Linked DNA regions of Mus musculus: regions 1 and 3 are each linked to region 2. A link is a contact called in public Hi-C and HiChIP or PLAC-seq data. All regions are on one chromosome and are shown on one strand. The core of a region is the stretch at or near the end of the contact, and the rest is flanking DNA. Distances in the headings are between cores, read along the strand shown.

Region 1 (2,700 bases), core at 176-2,675, 890 kb after region 2:
CCGACTGACATTCGGTACTAAATGTGCAGATACGGGTGCTGAGCGAAACACAGGCGGAGGACTTGCTAATTTGTATTCTAGATGGAAATCTTAAATTAGTTTCCAAGATTTTTAAATGGATTTTTAAATGCCGGGCACATAGGAGATTGAGTTCATATTAATATTTATAAGGTTTGAGAAGATATTTAGTGAAATATTTGTATAATTTAATTTTGGTCATAATCAAGAAGAAAACCATAACAAGAAGGACATTGCACTTTAGTTTGGTGACTCTTTGTAGCTCAGAGTTAGAATTATTTTTTTCTGGAAAAACTCATGCTGACCCCTGCATGTTTAAAGAGAACTTTTTTTTAAATTTATACCCAGAAGTTAGATGTTATGTGTGTATAAATTCCTTGAGTTGGATTGTTTTATGGTAATTTTATATAAGCTAATTAGGAAATCAGTATTGATAATGATTTTTTTTTAAGCCTTCATTGATAGTCCTGCAAAACTCCATATTGTAGCTGCTTTTATATTCTGTAGTACAGGGAAGAGCACCCTGGGTTCACAGGAAACCTGCTTCCTGTGGTTTTGCTTAGGGCTAATTGAGCTTAATGTAGTTTTGTGTGCAGAAGGTATTGACTTGTGCATAGTATTTAATTTGTGTAAATATGTGTGTATGTAATGTTTGGCCCCTCCGAGTTTTATTTTAAATGTAACCCTTGAAACTGGGATAATAGAAATTCGTAGCTTAGGCCTGCTAGCAATTGCAGGTGCCAACGGTTTAAACTGCTGTAGAAATACAATTATGAGCAGCCAAGAGCAAATCTTGTTTTAAGGTCCATGTGTAATGAATGCCTGTTAGTATTATAGAATACAATTAAAAAGAGGTTTACCTCTCCTAAGCTGTGATTGGTTCTTTCTGATGGAAATGTTGAGTCCCCTGAGTAGAATGTGTATTCAGCTCTCGGTGATTTAGACACCAGTGAGCCTGGCATACTGCAGGCTTGGATAAATTCAGGGCAGTTATAGTCAAGCAGAGATGGGAAAAGACTGAAAGATTAATGAGCGAGCTTAAAACAAAGCTTCAAAAATGAGAGCAGTGCTCTGCTCGGTCTTATATAATTGTGCAGAATAGAAGTCGGTTTTGGCGGCTGTTGTTAAAAAAAATTTTAGGATCTTGGCAGAAAATGTTTATTTGTTATAAAAATCGGACCTAGAGAATGCAAGTGAAAACCTGGGTTGAAATATCCAGTTCCTGCTTGGCTGTGTAGTCCTCAGAGACACACCCTGCCCATAGCCTCTTTTATTCTTGCTTGACCAAGCCTCTTCAGTTCTCCCCACTACACCCCCCACGGAACTTCCCACTGCTTCATGATGGTGAGGGCCAAAGTCCCAGCTCTGGCTACTCTCCAGGAAGTGCACATCTGGGTGGTGTTCCTGGAGGCCTCACTGGCACTCTTGCGTGTTGACCAAGGCCTAACAGATCAGGACCGTTCAGAAGCATGAGAGCCCTCTGCCACGGTAGCCCAACTTACTGCTGATTACCTGTGGATCCCAGTTTCTGGCTGGTGGCTTTCAATAGTAGCCTCGTGGCATTTCTTTACTAAGACTTAATGCAAGGGATCCTAATGGCTTTAAAATGCGCTTTTACCTTTGCCAATCCTTTTAATAGCCCCTGTAACTAACCTTCCATTTGCCCAACACTGTGGAGCTCTGCTGCGGAGCTGGTCATCCCGTAATGCGAGGCTGGGCACTCAGGGAAAGGGCAGCTCGTAATTAACGCAGTGCAGGTGAGCCATTTCTTTGATCCAGGGCTTGCCAGCGCAGTGAAGAAGAGCAGCCTTGGAAGAGAGACTGCCAACTCAGAAGAGGGTTCTCCAGTCTGTGTAGACACAGCAGCAGCCTTTCACTCTGCCTGTCCCTTTCTTCAAGGAGTTTGGCGCCACCTACAGGAGGCAGGAAGCGCGGTAACCTCAGCTTCTCATGGAAGCACTGGACTTCTCCCCGTGGTCATTCCTCATATTTAGGGTTTTTTTCCCCCCCTATCAAGTTGATCACTTGTTCAGCATGTAGTATTTATCAAGCCTCTCTTTGGCCACGGGATGATGCTAAGCTCTATGGGAAGAAAGGTTACGTCTGTACTAACTGTTTTGGCAGAAGATTCCTCACCGGTAATTGCTTGGTAAGGTCTCTGTTTCTGCTGCCCTGAGCCTTTTCCTTGGACACTCCAGCAAGAGAGAGCAGTTACAGATGGGCGTTGGAGGGGACAGCCTACAAGGGCTGCAGACTTCACTTTTGAGTTTCCTTTGTTTTTTTTTTTTTTTTTTTTTTTTGTGGACAGAGTGGCAGCCAATCCATTATTTTCTTGTTTGTTTCTATTTGTTTTCTTTGGAAAGAAATGTTGAGTTTAACAAAGGGGTGGGGGGAACTACAGTCAAGGAAGTTCAAGATGCATGATCCAGTTCAGAGACTTCAGGGGGAAAGACAGGTGATCGCTGTTGCTGGTGCATTAAAGGTGCTGAAGAGATAATGAGGATCAATTATTTTCATTCATCAGCCTTTCATAACTGTATCACTGAATTAAGCTCTCCATTGTTCCACGCTGGAGGGATTTGGCTTGAAAGGAGTTAAGAAGGTAGGTTTCTGCCTGCGAGTGAATGAGCTCAGCTCTCCCTTCCCCACCAGCACCCCTAACCCAGACCTGTTCTTGAACTC
Region 2 (2,700 bases), core at 56-2,555:
AGGAGTCTAAGACCATTAAGACTATAGGGGAACCTGGAGCCATCAGACCCCCTTCACTCCGAGGTGCTAAGGATCTGCCCCTCTGCAGAGCTAGCTGTATGCCTGCATAATGGCCCTGGGACCGTTTGGATTGTTTTCTGAAGTCGGAAGGTAAACTCTGACTAGGCTCTGGGCTTGCTGTCGCTGGAAGGAGTTTGCTGGAAGGGTTTAGATGCAGCCAGGCAGCTAGCTAGCTTATGCAGAGGGCAGCTGATCCTGCAACTCTTAAAACAGCTCCCTGCTAGAAAATAAGCCCCCAGAGCTTCCCCAAAGACAGTACGGGGGCTTCTGCTTGGTTCACATAAACACCACTGGGCCGTGAGGACTCAGAGGAGGGTCCCGAGATAGGAGGCGGAAGGCTTTGCCGATTAGCCCCTCTCAACAACTCAGCTATTTGCTCACCTCAGCATCTGCACCTCCGACTCTTCCCTTACCTGTCTGCTTATCTCTGAGCACTTTCCCTTCTTCCCTTGGCTGCTAGGAGCCTCTCTCCAGACCCAGCTCCTCTTAGGAGAGAAGGAAGCTAACAGAGCTTCCAAGGAGATGCCCAAGACACAGGAAGCAGAGCTAGAAGCTGAGGGGCTAGCGCCAGGCAGCATCCAGGGGACCCTTAGGAGTGAGAGCAAACAACTGAGGTCCCAATGGAACAATTTGGGAAGCCCTGGCCCTCCCATCCATCCATCCCGCCTCGGGGGCTTGCCTCTTCTGCAGCCCCCACCCGTGGGAGAGAAGAAAGCTGCTCAAGGGGGCACAGGGGCCGCTGTGGTGCTGAATAAAGGAAGCAGTCTCCTCCGCGCAGGCGTTCTCTGCTTGAATATGTGGCCTTATTTATGCCTGGCTAAAGATCATTAAAGCCTTTGCTGGGGTGGGGGTACGGGGGGGCTACAAGGAGAGTGGATTAATATTAGAACACCCTGTCACAGCTGGAGAAAAGGCGGGATTGATTTTATAGGGAGTTTAGTCAGAGCTGCGCGTGAAACCCCGCGGGTTGCGCTGGAGTGTATCCATCTCCTCCATTAGGAAGGCCCCATGGGAATCTTCAGCTGCAGTGTTTATGACTACGGAAGCGGCGTATCACAGAGAGTGAGCCGCCCTTATGCAGCTCCCTTTTAGCGACTGCCCATGCTCCTAGAGACCCTATCCTGGGGTTTCACACAGCTGTCTTTACCAGCCAGACTTCGTGGCTGGACCATGAAGGCACTGACACTGCAGAAGCGCTCATTTGGTCCCTAGTTCTGGCAGGGCAGCTCTAGAGAGCCCCCTGCTGGAAGACCTTGGTAAGCCCCATCTACTGTCTCCTTCCTAGAAGTTGCCAGAGCCTCTCAAACACTTAGATTTCTTCTCAGCCTCGCATAAAGTCTGAAGATTGCTCCAAGAAAGTGTGGTCCGTCTTCTTTTCAGAAAACATGACAAAGCTTGGAAAACTTGATTCTTCCAGAGTCTGCTTAAAAACTGGCTTAAGTGATCCTTTAAGAGTCAGATGCCTCTTATTAGCTGCTGACCCTTGAGCGAGTGTGGTGACTTCTCAAGGTTTTAGTTTCTTCGTCATCTCTGCCTTACACAGGCGTATTAAGAATTAAATGGTTATCGCAAGAAAGTTTCCAGTACAAGAGAACCACCCAGTGCTAGTGAGTGCTACTGTGTTATCAGGTGGCCATTCCAGTACATTCTAAATGGGACTCAATTTGCAAACATTTAGTTTAAACAAAGCCCCGTTGGGACACCTTCATTGTGGAAGGCATGGCGTACCAGTGGACACAAAATGTCTGTAGGGTCGTGTTCATCAGAGGGGACAAAGCTCAGAGACAACTGGGATAGCTCTGAACTTAGGTGTGCTCTGTGCACCTCATCTCCTGGCGTACGGACCCAGATATAACTGGCGGGATCTGAAGTGGTATGGGCAGAGTCTGGGTCAGCTCCCTCCCAGAGGGACATTGGTTGAACAGATGAGTGGCATAAAGGGTGTTGTTTAAGGAAGCTAACAATCATGGCTGAGAAGATGGCTAAGCCAGGAAATGCCCAGGGTTTCATCCCCGGGACCCATATAAAAAGCCTGGGATGGTGATAGGCGCTTGCCTCCTCATAGCTGGATAAGCAGAGAGAGCAGATCTCTGAAGCTTGCTAATCTGGCAGCCCAGCCGGATTGGTGAATCCCAGGACAAGTGAAAGACCTTGTGCCTAAAAACAAGGTGAATGGTGCCCGAGAAAGAATACGACTCTGAGCTGTCCTCTGTCCTTCATCTGCATGGACACAAACGTGTGTGCTCTTCTGAGCACACACACACACGCGCACACACACACACACACACACACACACACACACAAGCATGCACCCACACACATTACCCACCCACCCACATCCACATACAGAAAGAAGCCAAGAGTCTGAGCCAGAAGAGCTCACACCTCGCTTTGCAGAGCTTCCGTAGCTTGTTGGATGCATGCCCAACACAGTGCTCAGCAGTTCTGCTTTTTGGAACTTGATACTAAAACCCAGATTCTCTAGGAGCCAAATGACCTGGGTTCCAATCTTGATCTTCCTGCCATTCATTCCTTGGTTCCTTTGAAGAAGTTATGCCCTGTGCCTCAGTTTCCTGGTCTTTGAATGGGTGTAATAATGACACTGGTGTTAAAGGTAATAACAAGAGTGTTAAATGAGAT
Region 3 (2,700 bases), core at 57-2,556, 610 kb after region 2:
TTCAGTAGCACAGGATTGAACCCAGGACCTTGTACATTCTAGGTCAGTGTTCTACCATGGAACTATATACCCAGTCATCATCGTGTTGTCTTCATCATCATCATCGTCTTTGTCATCATGGTCGTCGTCATCATCATCATAATTATCACCATCACCACCATCATTATTTTGAGACTGGGTCTTACTGAATTGCCCAGGCTGGACTTGAACTCACTCAGTATCCCAGTCATGCCTTCTGTGAATTTGGGATCATCCTGACTCAGTTATCTGAGTGGATGAGATTGCAAGCATGTGTCCTGTTTAACACTTTTTATGTGCATTGAAGGCAGCCAAACCCCTGTCAATGTCTCCTGACCATTTCATTTCCTAAAATCCACCGTGGAACATTCCAGAAAAGATAAAAAGCAAAGCTCCCCAGTTGGTAAATATCAACCATCATGGTTTTCTGCAGTAGCCCAGGGTTTTACATGTCCCACACTATCCTAAACCGATAACACAGATAACCCATCTGGCCATGGCCTGCTTTCCCTCCCAGGGTGGGCAGGGGATTAGAGCTGTTTCAACGCTGGGAGACTCCGAGGTTGTAAAAAGCCTTGTGCTCTGAACAGAGGGACAGTTACATAAGTCCACAGAGCTCCCCACACTACAGGACAGCAGACTCCAAGCAGCATCTAATTACAGGGAGGCTGATGGTCGCTGTTGAAGATCCTGTCACAGGACCCAGGTCTCAGCCCACTGATGTCCTGCCAGCAGTTGCACTAAAACGGAAATTAAGCGCAGTGTCATGGCCATTTAGGACATTAGGAACGGAAGGCGCCCGGGAGCTGCTTCCTGGCCCCTTGCCCATGTTATTAACAAGGTGCAAACGAGGACCTAGGCTGGAAGAGGGAAACAGCTGGAGAAAAGAGACCTTCACAGCAGGTGGAGATCTGAGGAGAGGAAGGGGATGTAGAGAGACTGTGTCCCAAATCTCCTTGGCTGAGGATAAAATTGGCTTGATAAATGAGGAAGAGTCATTCATTTCTTCACTCGACCCTCTCTGGAACATTTTGTAGATTGCAAAGTTTCTCCAGTCCCTGATTTTCTGTGCTGGATTAATGCAACACACACACACACACACACATACACACTTCCCATCATGGGGGCGGGCGGGGGAGAGGCAAGGCCCACATGACACACACATCCACATTTGTTGACACTCACTGCTCATCATTTGTAATTTGTTTGAAACCTTCAGGCTAGTGGCTCTCTGTAGAGTGTTGCCAGACTGCCAAATTCTCTAGCTCAGAATCTAGGGAAATCCTGGCCTTGGCCTGGGTCCAGCTATGGCCAATGCCAGGGCTATTTGCTAAATAAAGAACACAAGCCCGGGGCTGGAGGAGGGTCTGAGAGTTCTTTGTTTTGCAGCTCATTCACCCTTGACCCTACCCCCACTCAACACACACACATTCACACACACACACACACACACACACACACACACACACACCCCACATGCACACACTGCCTGACAAGCCTCTGACTAGGCTGACGGACTTGGGTAACTCAGCAAAGAGACGAAGCACCATGGTCCCCTGTCTTGCTCTTTATCTGTTCCCACGGGGATGTGCATAGGTGGGGATCTTGAAGACAGAGCTGGAGGATCTCTGGAGTCCACACAGCCATCCAGAATCTTCCATCTCATGCAGCACTCTGCTTTCCTATTTCCCTGCCAACAGCTGTAGCAGAGGTGAACTGGAACATGGGAAATGCCAGCCCCTTTGCCTGGAGGATGGGGTGCGGGGGAACTAAAAAGCCCGTTTTTCTGTCCTGTCAGGTCTATTTAAGTATTTAATGAGGTGAGATAGCACCAATAAATTTCACATGGCACAATAACTCTGATGATGTGGGCCATGGACTAATCAGCTTCCATTCTGGGGATAGAAGAGTGTTCTTGCCTTTGCTAGATCTTATCGGGTTTGATTGCTTTGTTCAGATATTAAAAAGGTTGAGCAAGGACTTTCGGGCACTGCCACAAATCTGCCCGCATCCTCCCAGCCAAGATAGATTGAAACCAGGCTGTGGAATGCAAGGCTGTTTATTTTAATTGACAATCAAGAGGAGGAGAATTGGTAGAGTGGAAGGTGGGGAAGGAGGCCACAGGCCTGTGATTGGATGGCTTCTGAGTCTACCTTCCTCTCTGCAAAGCTCACACACAGCAAGGCTGCTTATCCAATGGAGGACCAGCACCTGAGGCTTTGAAGAGTCTCTTCTTCTCTATGCTTGTCCTGAGCATAGAGAGAGCCTGTTGACCCGTGTATCACCTGTGATTTTTGTCTTTGTTTTTTATGGAATGAGGCTGGTTACAGACATTTCCCGGGCACTTGGGTCCTGCTCTAGCTTCTGCTGACCCTTGCACAGCGCGTGCATTCTGTCCGTTGGACCTTTAGGGGACAGTCCCTAATGCTCTTTGAAGCCAGAGGCCACACTATAATCTGTAAGAACCTCTCACCCCACACATGCAGCACAAAGCAGAGATCAGATTTTCTGAAGTGTATATGGGCATATGTGAGGGTAAGTGACATAATTCATATGGCATGCAAGCAAGCAATTATCAGTTGATTTATATTAATATTTGTTGTACCATTAAATATAATTTATATGTCATACATGATTTCATAAGCATCATTTCTCAGGATGAAACCAGGGTAGGCCAAAGGT

Evidence for each region. Hi-C and Micro-C count contacts between places; a contact is called where the count stands out from the background. HiChIP or PLAC-seq counts read pairs in DNA pulled down with a chosen protein or histone mark.
Region 1: a Hi-C map of cerebral cortex shows a contact between it and region 2, with 5 times the contacts expected there. The contact joins two enhancer-like sites. A contact is called at or near these places in 15 of 484 Hi-C or Micro-C datasets (cardiomyocytes, cerebellar granule neurons, cerebellum and 9 more) and 3 of 115 datasets of contacts at active chromatin or transcription factors (astrocytes, embryonic basal ganglia and embryonic stem cells).
Region 3: an H3K4me3 HiChIP or PLAC-seq map of forebrain shows a contact between it and region 2, with 4 times the contacts expected there. The contact joins two enhancer-like sites. A contact is called at or near these places in 2 of 115 datasets of contacts at active chromatin or transcription factors (embryonic basal ganglia and forebrain).

Annotation. Positions count from the first base shown.
Region 1 is chr9:47,706,581-47,709,280 of GRCm38.p6, forward strand. The region is part of intron 1 of Cadm1 (cell adhesion molecule 1); the gene reads left to right. Among named protein-coding and RNA genes, the nearest start is that of Gm10677, 110 kb to the right of the region's middle. Within about 2 kb of position 1,426, at least 40 of the 459 cell types and tissues checked have an H3K27ac peak or open chromatin away from gene starts, as enhancers often do. A contact at or near this core is called in cerebral cortex and forebrain, where this site is marked.
Region 2 is chr9:46,813,871-46,816,570 of GRCm38.p6, forward strand. No RefSeq gene overlaps it. Among named protein-coding and RNA genes, the nearest start is that of Gm31614, 15 kb to the right of the region's middle. Within about 2 kb of position 1,306, at least 39 of the 459 cell types and tissues checked have an H3K27ac peak or open chromatin away from gene starts, as enhancers often do. A contact at or near this core is called in cerebral cortex, embryonic basal ganglia and forebrain, where this site is marked.
Region 3 is chr9:47,421,620-47,424,319 of GRCm38.p6, forward strand. No RefSeq gene overlaps it. Among named protein-coding and RNA genes, the nearest start is that of Gm31816, 55 kb to the left of the region's middle. Within about 2 kb of position 1,307, at least 68 of the 459 cell types and tissues checked have an H3K27ac peak or open chromatin away from gene starts, as enhancers often do. A contact at or near this core is called in embryonic basal ganglia and forebrain, where this site is marked.